Regions from separate parts of the Sus scrofa genome. Here regions 2 and 3 are each linked to region 1. A link is a contact called in public HiChIP or PLAC-seq data. All regions are on one chromosome and are shown on one strand. The core of a region is the stretch at or near the end of the contact, and the rest is flanking DNA. Distances in the headings are between cores, read along the strand shown. Region 1 overlaps CFDP1 (craniofacial development protein 1). Region 2 overlaps ZNRF1 (a long non-coding RNA gene). Region 3 overlaps ZFP1 (zinc finger protein 1 homolog).

Evidence for each region. HiChIP or PLAC-seq counts read pairs in DNA pulled down with a chosen protein or histone mark.
Region 2: an H3K27ac HiChIP or PLAC-seq map of alveolar macrophages shows a contact between it and region 1. The contact joins two enhancer-like sites. A contact is called at or near these places in 1 of 47 Hi-C or Micro-C datasets (embryonic fibroblasts) and 1 of 2 datasets of contacts at active chromatin or transcription factors (alveolar macrophages).
Region 3: an H3K27ac HiChIP or PLAC-seq map of alveolar macrophages shows a contact between it and region 1. The contact joins two enhancer-like sites. A contact is called at or near these places in 1 of 47 Hi-C or Micro-C datasets (embryonic fibroblasts) and 1 of 2 datasets of contacts at active chromatin or transcription factors (alveolar macrophages).

What each region holds. Positions count from the first base shown.
Region 1 is chr6:12,251,014-12,255,958 of Sscrofa11.1, forward strand. CFDP1 (craniofacial development protein 1) reads left to right here. Exons shown (of 7, transcript XM_021093775.1): 5 at 1,016-1,135. Among named protein-coding and RNA genes, the nearest start is that of CFDP1, 30 kb to the left of the region's middle. Within about 2 kb of position 2,293, at least 2 of the 83 cell types and tissues checked have an H3K27ac peak or open chromatin away from gene starts, as enhancers often do. A contact at or near this core is called in alveolar macrophages, where this site is marked.
Region 2 is chr6:12,556,208-12,561,152 of Sscrofa11.1, forward strand. ZNRF1 (a long non-coding RNA gene) reads right to left here. Exons shown (of 5, transcript XR_002344499.1): 3 at 3,034-3,139; 4 at 1,514-1,605; 5 at 1-104. Among named protein-coding and RNA genes, the nearest start is that of ZFP1, 9.2 kb to the left of the region's middle. Within about 2 kb of position 2,339, at least 36 of the 83 cell types and tissues checked have an H3K27ac peak or open chromatin away from gene starts, as enhancers often do. A contact at or near this core is called in alveolar macrophages, where this site is marked.
Region 3 is chr6:12,536,098-12,541,042 of Sscrofa11.1, forward strand. All of the region lies in intron 2 of ZFP1 (zinc finger protein 1 homolog), which reads right to left. Among named protein-coding and RNA genes, the nearest start is that of LDHD, 9.5 kb to the right of the region's middle. Within about 2 kb of position 3,039, at least 17 of the 83 cell types and tissues checked have an H3K27ac peak or open chromatin away from gene starts, as enhancers often do. A contact at or near this core is called in alveolar macrophages, where this site is marked.

The DNA.
Region 1 (4,945 bases), core at 1,043-3,542:
GGTGTAGGTTGCAGATGCGGCTCAGATCCTGCGTTGCTATGGCTGTGGTATAGGCCGGTGGCTACAGCTCTGATTGGACCCCTAGCCTGGGAACCTCCATATGCCATGGTTTTTTTTTTTTGCCCTAGAAAGACCCCCCCCCAAAAAAAAAGGAAGGAGAGAAAAGATACTTATATTCTTGCAAATCTGGAATTTATAAGGTTTGTCTCTCATTATTCTGAATGACCCAGTTGAACACATAGCAGCACAGTGACCATAATCTTAGACCCTCCTACAGAGACTGGCATTTAAACAAAATTCCTCGGATATTTTTGTTGACTTGGCAAGCTCAGGCAGGCATTAGGCATTTTCCTTCTTTATCTGAAGTTTCAGACACCGTCAGTATCCCTGTTTTATCCTTACGACTCAGTTTTACTGATGGCAGTTTTTCCAGATTAGAAATTGGGTTTCTCAATCACGTAGCTTTCTTCCACGCCTAAATTACCGCCTGTTTAGCCAGTTTTAAGGAATTTTGTTTCATCTTTAGGTTGTTGTCGGTGTAGAACATGAGCCTTGTTCTGAGTATTTCCAGTTGTTTATAGTATTGTTTTTCTCCTTGAAATAATGCCGGTGTTTTTCTCCCACATACTCCATCTCCTTATTCCGACATTTACCTTGGCGTGAGCACTAAACTGCATGCATGTGAGGTGCAGGGGGCCCCTTTCAGCCCGCACCTCAGCGACGCACATGGGCAGTGATTCAGCAGGGACTCGAAGTGTGTTTCATGCTGACACAAGTAGCGGAGGGGATTCGAGAGACCTCAGACTTTGATATGTTGTTGTTTCACTTGTTTATTAATAAGGGGAAAATGTCTTTCTTTGGAACGGTTGTAGTAAACTTTGGTCATAAAGCTGAGCAGCCAGAATTTATTGAAAGCCCAGTGGTACTTGCCTGTTGTCATTTATTTTCTTTTCTTAGATGTTGTTTCTCTCTTTTTATTCCTCTTCATAACTTGGTGTCTTCTTCCTTGACACAGGGTGACTAAGGAAGTGGATGCTACATCTAAAGAAGCCAAATCCTTCTTCAAGCAAAATGAGAAAGAAAAACCACAGGCTAATGTCCCTTCAGCTCTGCCATCACTTGCTGCCGGCTCAGGGTGAGTGTTCTAGTCTCAGGCCCAGGCGCGCCTGGCTTGTTGGAGAAGCTGTTTTTGGTTCAGGGATGCACTTTGCCTGTAGCTCTTATGAGTCCTTTCCTGAGAGAAGGAATCATACTACTGTTCTGCCTTTGCTGAAATAGTTGCCAGAATGGAAGATGCAGAAAAAAATTAGGCATCCGGTTCTCGTTTGATTCTGAAAAACGTCCTGATTTACAGTGTTGTCTAGAGCTGAACATGTCGTAAACGTTACACTTAAAAAAACAATCTTTGAATGAAAATAACAGCAGTTCATCAGACTTGTAATAAAGATTTGGATTGAGTGCTCACTTCCATTCCCAAGGACCTCATAGGAACAGAAAAAGGTCAAAGCTGATTTACAGATAATTTTATTAACACAGTGTCAAGAACTTTGTGGTTTTTTTGTCTTCACATTTTCCATTATCACTTGAGTTATTTTTAACTGAAGACTAGAGTTCCTTCTCTTTGGAGGAAATAAAAATTCCCCTCTTCTTCACCTATGCACAAGAAGTGAAATGTCACAGTATGAGTTGCGGCGGCCCTGCCCTTGCCTGCAGTGGCACTAATCACCTGCTGACTCCTCTCGGGAGCTCTCTGACCTTGAGGTGTTTGGGGCTTCACTGACCCTTCAGTCAGAGTTTGTTGCTTCTTCCTTCCCTTCAAGACAGTGGAGTTTTGTTCCGCCTGTTTGTCTTTCTAGGGCCGCACCCGCAGCATGTGGAGATTCCCGGCTAGGGGTCGAACTGGAGCTCTAGCTGCTGGCCTGTGCCACAGCCACAGCAACCCAGGATCCAAGCCGTGTCTCCAGCCTATACCACAGCTCACAGCAACACCGGATTCTGAACCCACTGAGGGAAGCCAAATCTGTTTTTTTTTTCCCCCCGAACCTGAATCTTCATGGATACTAGTTGGGTTTGTTGCCGCTAAGCCATGATGGGAACTCCTGTTTTTTTACATTAAAAAGAGAATGATTGGTTTTCCTGTCAGGTTATGAGTTTTTGAGATCAGGCCTTTCTCACCTTTGTAGCCCTTGCTCCAGACAACACTGTATCTCACCTCTGTGTCACCTAGGTTGCATTTACCCAAAACTAGACCCGGAGACAAAGTGTTGAGTGCAAGTCAGCTGTTAGTGTGGGAGGTGATTGGAGGAAGCCCCAGAGGGAAGTGAAATGGGGCAGAAGGGAGCCAGTGCAGGGCGCATTTTCCATCTGCTGCTGCTGGTGCTGGTGGGGTCTTGGCAAAGGCGAGGAGGCTGGGATATTTCTCCTCCAGCCCCCATCATTACTGGCTCAGCTGCTTCCGTGGCCTTCGGGCCGTGAGCTGCAGGTGTGCGGTGACACTGCTCTCAGGGTGTCGTGGTGAGTGCATGGACGAGGACTGTGACCACATCTGCTCCATGCTTTGTATCTGCTTCTTACGCCAAGCCTTCCTCTCTCATTGGAGCAGCTTGGTGGCAGAAGTCATGTAGTGGTTACACAGGAACCTGAGAAGGAAAAGGGCTGGAGCGCTTGCTCCCGCCGCGGAGAGGGGTCCACACCGAGGAAGGCGGCTGTGAGAGGACAGAGTCCTGTGAACGGGGTTCTCCAGACTGACCCTGTGACTGCTCCAGGGCAGTACTTTTCAAGCTGTGGTCTGCAGCCATCATCGAAGAGAAATAGAGTGAAAAATGTAGTACATCATGTGGTCAGAATAAATACTGTTTCATAAAATTTTTTGAAATTTCAGTCATTGATGTGCTTGTGCAGGGTGACAAAGTAATAGTTTGGTGAGAGTTGAGAGAAAAAATACACGGCTCTTTGCTGAAGCACCATATGCTTTTATCCTTACAGTCGTTGTGTTGTTCGAAAGGAGTTATCTTCAGACCAGTGCCTTTCAAACTTTATTGACTGCCCTTCATAATAAGGAATAACATTTTACATTATGCCTTAGAACATCCGTAAATACAGATATATATAAAAGGGAAATAAGAATTTGGTGAAATAGTACTTACCTTTACTATCAGTGTATGATAAACTCTGACTTTTCTATTTTATTTACATTATTATGTGTAGTGTGTGCCACTTTAAAAAAGTGAACTGATTGCACAATCTTACAACGCGAATTTGACTAATACTGCTCGAGACGATGTGTGGTTAGCTTTCTCCAGTCTGGTCCTTGGGTTACTGCACTTGTACCTAATATTATGAATCACTGTCTCTTGGATTTACTGAAGTGTTAGTGTGAAAGTTACCTCTGGATCATGTAGTAGATAGAAATAAAAGCCAAGTTTCTTCTACCGAAGGTTTCTAGCATAGTTAGTTTCAACTAGCACAATTTTTACTTCTAGCCCCCTTGGGTGTTTCTTAATATAATCCTTCTTGATGCTTAGAGATTCTGCTTGGATCAGTGTGTTTCAGAAAATGCTGTTACCATAATTATGAAGATAACCGGAGGAGGGAGAACTGGCAGCTCGTTTAAGTCACCAAGTCACTCATGGAACTCTCACTGAATTCTGTGTTTATGCCTTCCTTTGTTAGAAAGAGCTAATACCTTTTTGAGGTAAAAAAATCTGCTGGGATGACGTCTGTATTAGGGAAGCTCAGCAGGTAACAGATGGCCTCCTCAAATAAGGACGCCTCGAGGAGAGTTTAATAACTCGCAAAGTAATGAAAAACCCCAGGGATAGGAGTAGTGCCGGGTCCCTGGGGCTGGCAGTAATGAGGTTCCGTCCTCCCCCTGGCCCGGAAGGGGCAAGCCAGGGAGCGGTTTATCCAGCGAAGATGGGGAGGGCCTCCAGCCAGAGCTGAGTCCTTTACTTGAGTGATGGACCATCTCGGAGGAAGCCGGGGGGCGGGGGGGCGGTGGTGGTGAACACCCGATTACCCCTTCCTCACTCCGTCCCGTCTCTTGCTACGGCACTCCACTGGCCACTGAGGCTTGTAAAAGAAAAAGTTATTCTAATACTTGCTGAACTGATAAGGAAGACTTACTGAGAATTATTGCAGTGGGTGTTAATAAGACTATTGCAGTAGAAGAGATGGATCGGGCTCACCTCGGGATACAGCAGAGACAGCTGGGGATTTATAACCAGGGAACAGAACTGGGGGTGGGGGGAAGATCAGTGGATGGAACAATGCTAAGAAGAGACAGCAGAGATGAGGAGATTGCTGTCATGCTGACCTAACAGGGTTCTTGCTGAAGGCGGGCCAAAGGCTGTACATCAGAGGTGGGGGTGGGAAATGAACTTATCAGATATCAAGTGATCGGGTATTGGGGTGGGTAGTTCTGTGTAAACTGTTTTAGCAGGATTCTTGCTAACTGGACTGTGCAAACCCAGCAATGATAGAGTCCTGGTCGAGAAGAGGTCTCAAAGGAACTAAGGTTTCATCAGGAGCCGTACGAGACAGCATCTGGGGCAGAGAGCAGTGTGGAGAAGGATCTGGAGGGGTCAACCAGGGAAATACCTTTCAGTAGATTATTGAACTACTCTCCCTTAGAGACAACATGAAATTTCACAGTCAGTTTCTATGAAAGTTATAATGGAACATAACAGATTACAAGAATATGTCTGCCTGAGTAAAAAAGTCCTCAGAATTTATACATGAAAATTGTGACACATTTTATTTTTATTTATTTATTTTGTCTTTTGTCCTTCTTAGGGCCGCACCCTCGGCACATGGAGGTTCCCAGGCTACGGGTCTAATCAGAGCCGTAGCTGCCAGCCTGCGCCAGAACCACAGCAACGCGGGATCCAAGCCGCATCTGCTACCTACACCACAGCTCATGGCAATGCCGGATCCTTAACCCACT
Region 2 (4,945 bases), core at 1,089-3,588, 310 kb after region 1:
CGGGCGCCGTGAGCAAGGCCGCGCCTGGCGAGAACCCACTCTGTCGTCTCTGCCCCCAAGCGAGCGGGTTCTGAGCGGGTTCTGGCGGGGCCGCAGACAGCGATCTGTAAACATCACGAGGGAAAACACCAGTCGACACTAGACTTTTTGTTTCTGTTTTTTGTTTTTTTGTTTTTATAGTTTTTTTTGTAAACACTTTAGAGACAGACCCACAACGCCTTTCGAAAGTGAAAAAGAAAATGCCCTTTCCCTCCTGGGATGAGGATGAGGGAAGGAGAGCGGGTGGTTCTTCCTTCTGGCAAACGCGCGCTCATCCAGTCTGGTGTCCTCGGGGAGAAAGGGAGAACCATCTCTGGAAGTCAGTGCAGGAGGGGCGCCCTGTTCCCACGGGTGTCCCCAGCTCAGCTCTGCCCCAGGGTCCGAAGCCTCCTCTCAGGAACGGGGGCGGGGGGGGGCCTGGCTGTCCCTGTGGGGACCAGGAGACGTGAGTCGTGTTCCGAGGGGCCGAGGCTGGCCGTGTGCATCCCGCGAGGCCGGGCCGGGGCGCCCGTGGTTCCGGTCCGGGGGCCCCGGCGCCGAACATCGTGAAGCCAAATGTGCCAGGAAGGTGGGCTCGCAGCCAGCGCCAGGCTCCACTCCCTCGGCCTCACTCTCCCCCTTGCTGTTTCTTCGCCCCACGTCCTCAGTTTTTGAGGCGAAGGTAAAAAGAGCCAATGTCCCTGAATAGTTTGACATCATCAGCTGTTCTGGGAGTTTACTTGGAATAAAGAAAATAAACCTAACGAAGAACAAAAGAAAACAGAAAACAGAGGCAGGCGGGAAGAGAGAGGGAAAGAGGCCCCCAGACCCTCGGATGCGAGAGGAGATGGAGTCCGGGTTTGGGTGTGGGTTTCTCTGCGGGTTTAGTCTGTTAGCAAGGAGCACAAGCGCCAGCCCAGATGGGGACAGGAGGGGACGGTGGCAACAAAGCAACACGCCCAAGGAGAAACGGGGGTCAAACGATGGTTTGGGGAGAGCAAGTGCACATCTGGGGAGGAAGCCGATCGCACTGCTCTGCTGTGGGTAGCGGGGCCCCAAGCTCGGCCTGGAAGCCTCAAGAACACGTGCTGTCTCGAACAGGGCCTGTGATGTCCCTTCCCCAAAGAGGCAGCAGAGACCCCTAAGGTGAGGACCTGCCCCCACCACCCAGGGAGCACGAGGCAGTTGGGAAGCAAGGCAGTGTCTTGTCCCAGAGTTTGTGCTGCTTCTCCTGCCCGGCCCTCTCCTCAGGGAGACCGGCCCCAGACATCTGGAACACAGCCCAACGAAGCTACCTCTGCTAAGCAGGTTCTTCTCCATGACCGAGCAAGTCTCCACTCGCATCCTGCCCGGGAACCACCCCACCCCACGGCACCACTGCTGCTAACATGCTCCCCTCTCCCCGACCCTCTCAGGGGTGGGGGGGGTGTGAGGGCAGCTCGGAGCCCCCCACCCTCCTGGTCCCAGAGCGACTCCATCCCAACCACAGGCTCACCTTTGAGAGGAGTCAGCAAGCGAGCCCAGCAGGGTCAATCCGCGGGGTGTTCTGGACAAGATCTGTTCACTTCAAACCATGAGTCTATGCAACTGAGGGGAGAGGCAGCAAAGGAAACACATCACCAGCTGACCGGGCTGCTGCTTAGGGAGCTCGCTCCAAGGACCAGGTCTCTGAACAGGGGATTTGTAACTCGCCTCGAGGCCCCCAGATACCCACTGTCTCCAAGCAAGGAGAAGGGAGGGCACCCAGATGGGTCCTGGCTCGGCCGGAGGCCCGGTGTCGGGGGTGTGGGGCCGGGCTGAACCTCGGCGCTTCAGGAAGCTGGGGCTGTGGTCTCGAGAGGGACCAAGACCTCATGGAGGGGGAGCCCGGGAGGACGGCAACAGCTACCAGTGAGAAGGCGAGAGTCGGGGCTGTGCAGGGCAGCCAACCAGCTATCTGCAAGTCCTCTCCCGGGTCCAAGGAGCAGCCTGAGGTACCCTCCCTGGTGGGTAACTTCTGAGGTGACCCCCATGCTCTGGCCTGGCTGGCCATGGTGGGCAGCCAGCATGTGGCCTTTCCAGAGCAGGGCTGGCCCTGTGGCATAGGGACATTGTTCAGGAGAGCCAAACAGGAGGCTGGCAGGGAACTCTGGTCTCTGGAGTTTACAGAAAAGAGTCTGAACAGAGAGGGAACAGCAATTGCCCCAAGACGGCTTTCTGTAAAACAACATCTGGGTATTTTCAAAACAGGAACCAGACAGATTATTTGCATAATCTCCCCAGAGCTGAAGTTCCCTCCTGGTTCCGGTCGATGCTGCCTGGGACACTGGAGCCCTGGGTGCTGGGCCCAGGCCAGGACGCACCCCTCCCCCCGCCCAGGCCTCACTGGAGCCTTCCCGGCACCGGCCACATCCACATGCTGCCCCGTGGCCAGTGGCCCTGTGAGTCAGGCTTTGGAAAAGCCCATGTGTCAGGAAGCAGCGCTGGGGCTCAAGGGGCTGAGAGCAGGTGGCGGCCACAGGCAGCACACAGCGTCCTCCGGTCCTGAGTAAGGAGGTGTCTTCTTTCCACTTGGAAACAAGAACGAGTCTGAGGATGAGTCTCAGCCCTGCTAATTATAGTGGCTCACAGCCCACGGCCCCACAGGTAGTGGCTATTCCTGCCTGCCTGGCCTCCGGGGGGCAGGGGAGGGGCCGGGGCAGCAAGCACACCCTCCGTGCTGCTCATCTCGCAGAAGAGGCCCCACGCCCTGTGGAGCAAAGGGCCACAGAGAAAGGGAAGGCGCACAGAGACAGAGACTCAACCTTCCAGGAGCTTCTTCTGCACCCCCACGGGCCTCCCCATCTGCCCCCACCACCCAGGACCTGCACTCGGCATGTCCAGACCTCCTGCCTGCTGGCCTCTGCATCGACCCCACCCAGAGTCCTGGGGGACAGGGTGACCAGCAAGGCCCACCCTCCACTCTGCCCTCAGCACAGGGAAGGAGCCCTCTGGGGTCTGGGTGCAGTTGAGCTGGCCCTGCTGGGCCTCTCGTACCTTTTGTGATAAATGCACAGGCAGGGCAGCCTGGCTATCGTGTCCCCCTGAAGCAGCTCCTCCAGGCAGATCACACACTCCCCTGCATCTTTAGTCAGCACGTCATCTGCAAAGGGGGGACAGGGAAGAGTGGGAGTGGTGGGGGGTCAGTCACCAGCAGGCAGGTGGCACACGGCAGGTATAGGTCTAGGAGGCTACTAGGGTCGCCTCACGTGTGTGGGGTTCTGTGCAGGGACACAGACGCCTAAGAGGGACCTGGATGTGCAAGCCCTTACCGGGGAGACAAGACATGCAAACCTTCTCACCAAGATTAATCACCAAATGAGTGGCCCAGGCAACGAAGGACAAAAAAACACTTGGACAGGAAGAGACAAGTAGCAGAGGCAGCATGAAGCCAACTAATTCCCTGAAGAGATCTTTCCCCTAAACATGCACACACACCAGGTGTACTGGATGTCTGGTTTGGAAAAATAAGATGGGAAGAGGGGTGTCAGGCAAGAATGACAGGGACAACAGAACAGGTCCTCTGGCAAATACGCGTGCATGCATATCCACAGCGGCATTATTCATGAGCCAAGGTGGGAACAACCCAAATGCCCACCAGCTGACAAGACAAAGGAAACGCGTGCACCTACATAATGAAGTATCACTCAGCCAGGAAAAGGGAGAGCTGACAGGTGCTGGAATGTGGGTGCACCTCAAAAACATGATGCTGGGTGAAGGAAGCCAGACATAAAGGGCCACCTGCTACATGATTCCATTTATATGAAATGTCCAGAACAGGCAAATTCGTGGAGACAATAATAGATCAGGGGCTGGGGGCATGGGGCTCGGGGGAGTGACTGCTTCATGGGGAAGGGAGATTTTCTTTTTTTCTTTTTCTTTTTTTGTGGTAGGAACACCCTCTTTTTTTTTTTTTTTCCTTCTTTTTTCTTTTTAGGGCCGTACCTGCAACATATGGAAGTTCCCAGGCTAGGGCTTGGTTGGGGCTGCAGCTGCCGGCCTACACCACAGCCACACCAGATCCTTAACCCACTGACTGAGGCCAAGGATCAAACCTGCGACCTCACAGAACTATATGTCAGGTTCTTAACCTGCTGAGCCACAATAGGAACTCAGGGATCAACCCTTTTAATAAAAATTTCAGAGTAGAGAACAGTATTATAGGCACCCTGTTGCAAAGCAGACCTCTAGACTTATTCATCTTTTTTTTGTGTGTGTGTGTGTCTTTTTGCCTTTTCTAGGGCTGCTCCCTCAGCACATGGAGGTTCCCAGGTGAGGGGTCTAATCGGAGCTGTAGCCACCGGCCTACGCCAGAGCCACAGCAACGCGGGATCCGAGCCGCGGCTGCAAACTTCACCACAGCTCATGGCAACGCCGGGTCCTTAACCCACTAAGAAAGGCCAGGGATCGAACCCGCAACCTCATGGTTCTTAGTCAGATTCGTTAGCCACTGAGCCACGACGGGAACCCTTAGACTTATTCATCTTGCGTAACTGAAACTTTCTATCTGAAATTTCAATCTGAACAGCGACTGCCTATTTCTCTGTCTCCCTCTCCTCTGTCAACCCCCTTGTACTCCCTGGCTCTATGGGGTTGATGACTTTAGATCCTTCATGTAAGCGGAATCATACTTGGATCTCCTTCTGGAATGAGGACATATTTGGAACTAGGCAGAGTTGGTGGTTGGGCAACACCCCGAATGTCCTAAAGGCTACTAAACTGTACGTTGAAAAATAGGTTATTTTTGGGGAGTTCCTGTTGTGGCTCAGCAGAAACGAATCTGACTAGCATCCATGAGGACACAGGTTCGATCCCTGGCATCGCTCAGTAGGCTAAAGATCCAGTGTGGTGTAGGTGGCAGACGCGGCTCAGATCTGGCATTGCTGTGGCTGTGGTGTAGGCCAACGGC
Region 3 (4,945 bases), core at 1,789-4,288, 290 kb after region 1:
GTGCCTCAAGAGAAATCCAAGTAAAAACTTGTTAATAGTGGCTACAGAAATAAATAAAGGACCTCAAAAGTATATATTAATTTAATGTCTGTTTTCACAGCAGCACTTGTGAAAAACTGGAATTTTCCATGATTGTTCTTAGGCAACTAATTAACAATTTGAAGGAAAAAATGTTAGGTTCCTGTCTGCACATTAGAACAATTAAGTATAAGCAAGATGCATGATTTTAAAATGAAAACTATCAAAGCAGTTAAAAAGAAATAAGAGAATATTTTTTCTATTTTTTGAGTGAGAAGTTTTAACACCAAAGGAAGAAAATCATAAAGAAAATAATTGACAAATTCAACTACAAAGATAATTCTGAAAAAAATGCTACAAAGTTAAAGACAAACAAGCTGCTAAAATAAAGAAATGGAGAAATGGGTATTCTCTCTTTCTTTTTGTCTTTTTAGGGCCGCACCCTCAGCATTTGGAGGTTCCCAGGCTAGGGGGCTAAACAGAGCTGTAGCCGCCGGCCTACACCACAGCCACAGCAATGCCAGATCTGAGCCGCGTCTTCGACCTACACCACAGCTCACGGCAACACTGTATCCCTAACCCACTGAGCAAGGACAGGGATGGAACCCGCAACCTCATGGTTAGTAGTCGGGTTCATTAACCACTGAGCCATGACAGGAACTCCCAAAAAATGGATATTATTAATTTATGAACTCCTCTTACAAGTTAATGTAACCCCAATAATAAAAATAAGCTAAGGAGGGAGTTCCCATCGTGGCGCAGTGGTTAACGAATCCGACTAGGAACCATGAGGTTGTGGGTTCCATCCCTGGCCTTGCACAGTGGGTTAAGGATCCGGCGTTGCCGTGAGCTGTGGTGTAGGTTGCAGACGCGGCTCGGATCCCGAGTTGCTGTGGCTCTGGCGTAGGCCGGTGGCTGCAGCTCCGATTCGACCCCTTGCCCGGGAACCTCCATATGCCGCGGGAGCGGCCCAAGAAATGGCAAAAAAGACAATAAGTAAGTAAATAAATAAATAAATAAATTCACGGTACTTAAAAAAAAAAAAAAAAACAAAAAAAAACTAAGGATATGACCAGCCAATTAAAAATGAAACACATAGAAAAATAAGTTTGTCAAAAATGTTTTCTTGGAGTTCCTGCTGTGGTGCAGTGGGTTAAGAATCCAACTGCAGTGGCTTGGGTCGCAGTGGAGGCGAGGGGTCCCTGGCCTAAGAACTTCCACATGCTGTGGGTGCTACCATTTAAAAAAAAATTTTTTTTCCCTCAGGAGTTCTCTTGTGGAAAGCTCAGTTAATTAAGCAACCAGTGCTGTCACTGCTACAGCTTGGGAAGCTGCTCTGGCACAGGTTCGATCCCTGACTCGGGCACTTGTGCATGCCACAGGTGCAGCCAAAAAACAAAAAAAAAAGTCTTCTCTCTACTCAAAATCAAAGAAAAGCAATATAACTCATGCAATATCATTTTGACCTGTAAGTTTGGCCAATGCTTAAAAGAGTAATGATACCCAGGGTTGGAACAACTTGGAAAAATTTTTTTATAAAATTCTGGTGGGATTATAATATATAAAATCATTCCAAAGGCCTCATTGTATCCAAAGTTAAAATTTTAGAGGCATCACAACTTTTAAGCTTGTACAATGATGTATAAACAAGAATGTCTGTTCTCACCCTGCAGTTTATATCTGCAAAACACTGGAGACAACCTAAGAATCTTTCAACAGGTAGAAGTAAAATAAATTGTGATACATAAATAGAATTTGGAGAGACATTGAGAATGATAACATACACTACGGGGAGATGGTGAACGCATTGAGAAATGAACAAATGTATGTGCTGGGCATTTGGGATGGAAATGCCATAAAATTTGGTTGTGATGATTGTTGTACAGCTATAAAAGTGATAAAATCCTTTGAGTAAAAGAAAAGTGAATGAATGTAAAGGATACAAGAGTATTAGCGTGTGATCCTATTTTTATAAAAATTATGCATATTTAAAAAATACTAAATACTAGAATGTACAAAAAGAAGAAATACACACTCTTCCCCCAACAAACACACACAAAATAAATTCCCTACTGTCTTATGCATCACACGTGGAGTACTGTGTGCATGGCCTGTTTCTGAAGACCCTGCAAAATTTAAGACCACATTTTTTTTTTTTACTAATTTCCTCTGAGGCATAAAGGAAACATGTAGAGGATGTTTTTTTGAATAAGATATTTTAAATGTTGCCTTTAATTTTTTGGACCTTCCGCTAAGGTTTCACACCCTCTTCTCCACCACCTACCCACTTATCCTAGTGGCTGTTTGCTCTTCTGAGCCTGCTGTAATATTCACTTCTGTTCCAACAAGCACAGGTACCAAGAGTAAGTGCTTGCTTGGATGGCACCACTCTTGAACGTAAACAGACTTTAACTGTAAATATAGGGACGGTTTAAAGTGGAGCAAATATCCCAAAGGACATAATAACAATGATTTGTTCACAGAGAGTGAGCAAAAATTTTCACTTCTGTCCACTTGCCCCAGTGACATTACAGTGGGGTGCAGATTGGATCCAAGAACGTGTGTGCTCTGTTGTATTAAAATCCATTGGTCTTTCTCGTACTTTGGATCATTTATTCAGGCATCATGCCCTGGCCATGTGAAAAATACCGCCTTACAGAATCATAAAGATCTTTGAAATGCTGATACCTCCTCTTACACAGGGTCAAAGGACTGTAAGAAAATCACCACTGGGCTCCTGAGAAAAGTTTTAATAAGTATTGGGGAGGAGAATCAGGTTTTTGCCAAAATTCTAATTTTCACTTTAAAGCTCGTTTTATCGTTGGACAACAAATAGAGTCACTTGTTTTCCCTGAAATGACAGCTCATTTGATTCATTTTTGAGAAAATGTCTGCCAAATAGCCAGCCTTCATTTGAGTCTTAGCCATTCATGTAAAAATGTTTCATGAGAAAAGCAGCTAGTTCAGCTCATGACTCAAACAGCTGCATAGTGGTTTTCCTGGAGACAACATCATGCTTCTGTACCTTGTACGTACTTCCTGTTTCATCAGACAGAATGTTAAAAGGACATGCCCTCGAAGCTGAGACAGTACAATTAATCATTTTTATTGCATTCTTTTTTTTTTTTTTTTTTTTTTTTTTTTGGTCCTTTGTCTTTTTAGGGCCACACCTGCGACATATGGAGGTTCCCAGGCTAGGGGTCAAATCAGAGCTACAGCTGCCAGCCACAGCCACAGCCACAGCAACCCAGGATCCAAGCCACATCTACGACCTACACCACAGCTCACAGCAACGCCAGATCCTTAACTCACTGAGCAAGGCCAGGGATCAAACACACATCTTCATGGACACTAGTTAGGTTCGTTCACCACGGAGCCACGATGGGAACTCTTCCACTAAGGGCATCCTTAAGTGAAACCGGCATTTCTTTCCTGCAGCTGCATGAGAGTGCAGAAAGCAGTGACTGCCCGTGCAACTTGTTGCCACTCTCTGGAATCCTGCTGTGGCACCAGCAGGCTCCTCCACCAACTGCTTTTGCACCATCAGTGCAAATGTCAACTCAACAAAATAGGAAAATAATGCCCAAGTATTATTATTACAATAGTCTTGACCTCCTGGATCCCCTGCAAGGGTCAAGCCCCAGGGTCTATGGCTTACACTTAAAGCAAGATCACTGCGTGCCATTATTACACCTAAAAAATGTACAATGTTTCCTTAGTAGTATTCAAATATCCAGCTGGTAGCACATTTCCAAATTGTTTTCATGGATGTCATATATTTCTTCAAGTTTTTATTTTATTTTTTTTTATTTTTTAAGGTGGTACCTGTGGCATATGGAAGTTCCCCAGGCCAGGGGTTGAATTGGAGCTGCAGCTGCAGGCCTACACCACAGCCACTGCAACACAGGCTCCAAGGTGCATCTGCAACCTACTCCACACAGCTTGTGGCAACTCCAGATCCCTAACCTACCGAGTGAGGCCAGGGATTGAACCTGCATCCTCAGGGACACTGTGGCAGGTTCTTAACCCACTGTGCTGCAGTGGGAACTCTGTTTCTTCAAGCTTTTAAAACTCAAGATCCAAATGAATCCATGTCCCATGACTGACATCTTTTAATACATAGGCTCTCCCACCATATCTTTTTTTTTTCTTTGCTATTTACATGCTGATAACACTGGCTGATTCATTCTGAAGAACTTCCACAGGGTCTGGATTTTCTTGATCACCTTAATTTTTTTTTTTTTTTGTCTTTTTAGGGCCACACCTGCAGCATATGGAGGTTCCCAGGCTAGGGGTCGAATGGGAGCTGTAGATGCCAGCCTACACCAGAGCCACAGCAACGCGGGATCCCACCCGCGTCTGCGACCTACTCCACAGCTCATGGCAACGCCGGATCCTTAACCCACTGAGCAAGGGCAGGGACCGAACCCGCAACCTCATGGTTCCTAGTCGGATTCGTTAACCACTGCGCCACGACGGGAACTCCCCCATTAAATTTTATTTATTTTATTTTTTTATTTTTTTATTTTTTGTCTTTTTTTTTTTTTTTTTTTTTGCTATTTCTTTGGGCCGCTCCCACGGCATATGGAGGTTCCCAGGCTAGGGGTCGAATCAGAGCTGTAGCCACTGGCCTACGCCAGAGCCATAGCAGCGCGGGATCCGAGCCGCGTCTGCAACCTACACCACAGCTCACGGCAACGCCGGATCGTTAACCCACTGAGCAAGGGCAGGGACCAAACCCGCAACCTCATGGTTCCTAGTCGGATTCGTTAACCACTGTGCCACGACGGGAACTCCCCCATTAAATTTTAATGATCGATTTTCTGTTCCTTGATCTGGACTTGGAACCTGAGAAGGTCAAGATTTCAGAAGAATTTAGGGCCAAAAACTAACAGCAGTTCCTTACTCCTTGCCAGGTCTTAAAACA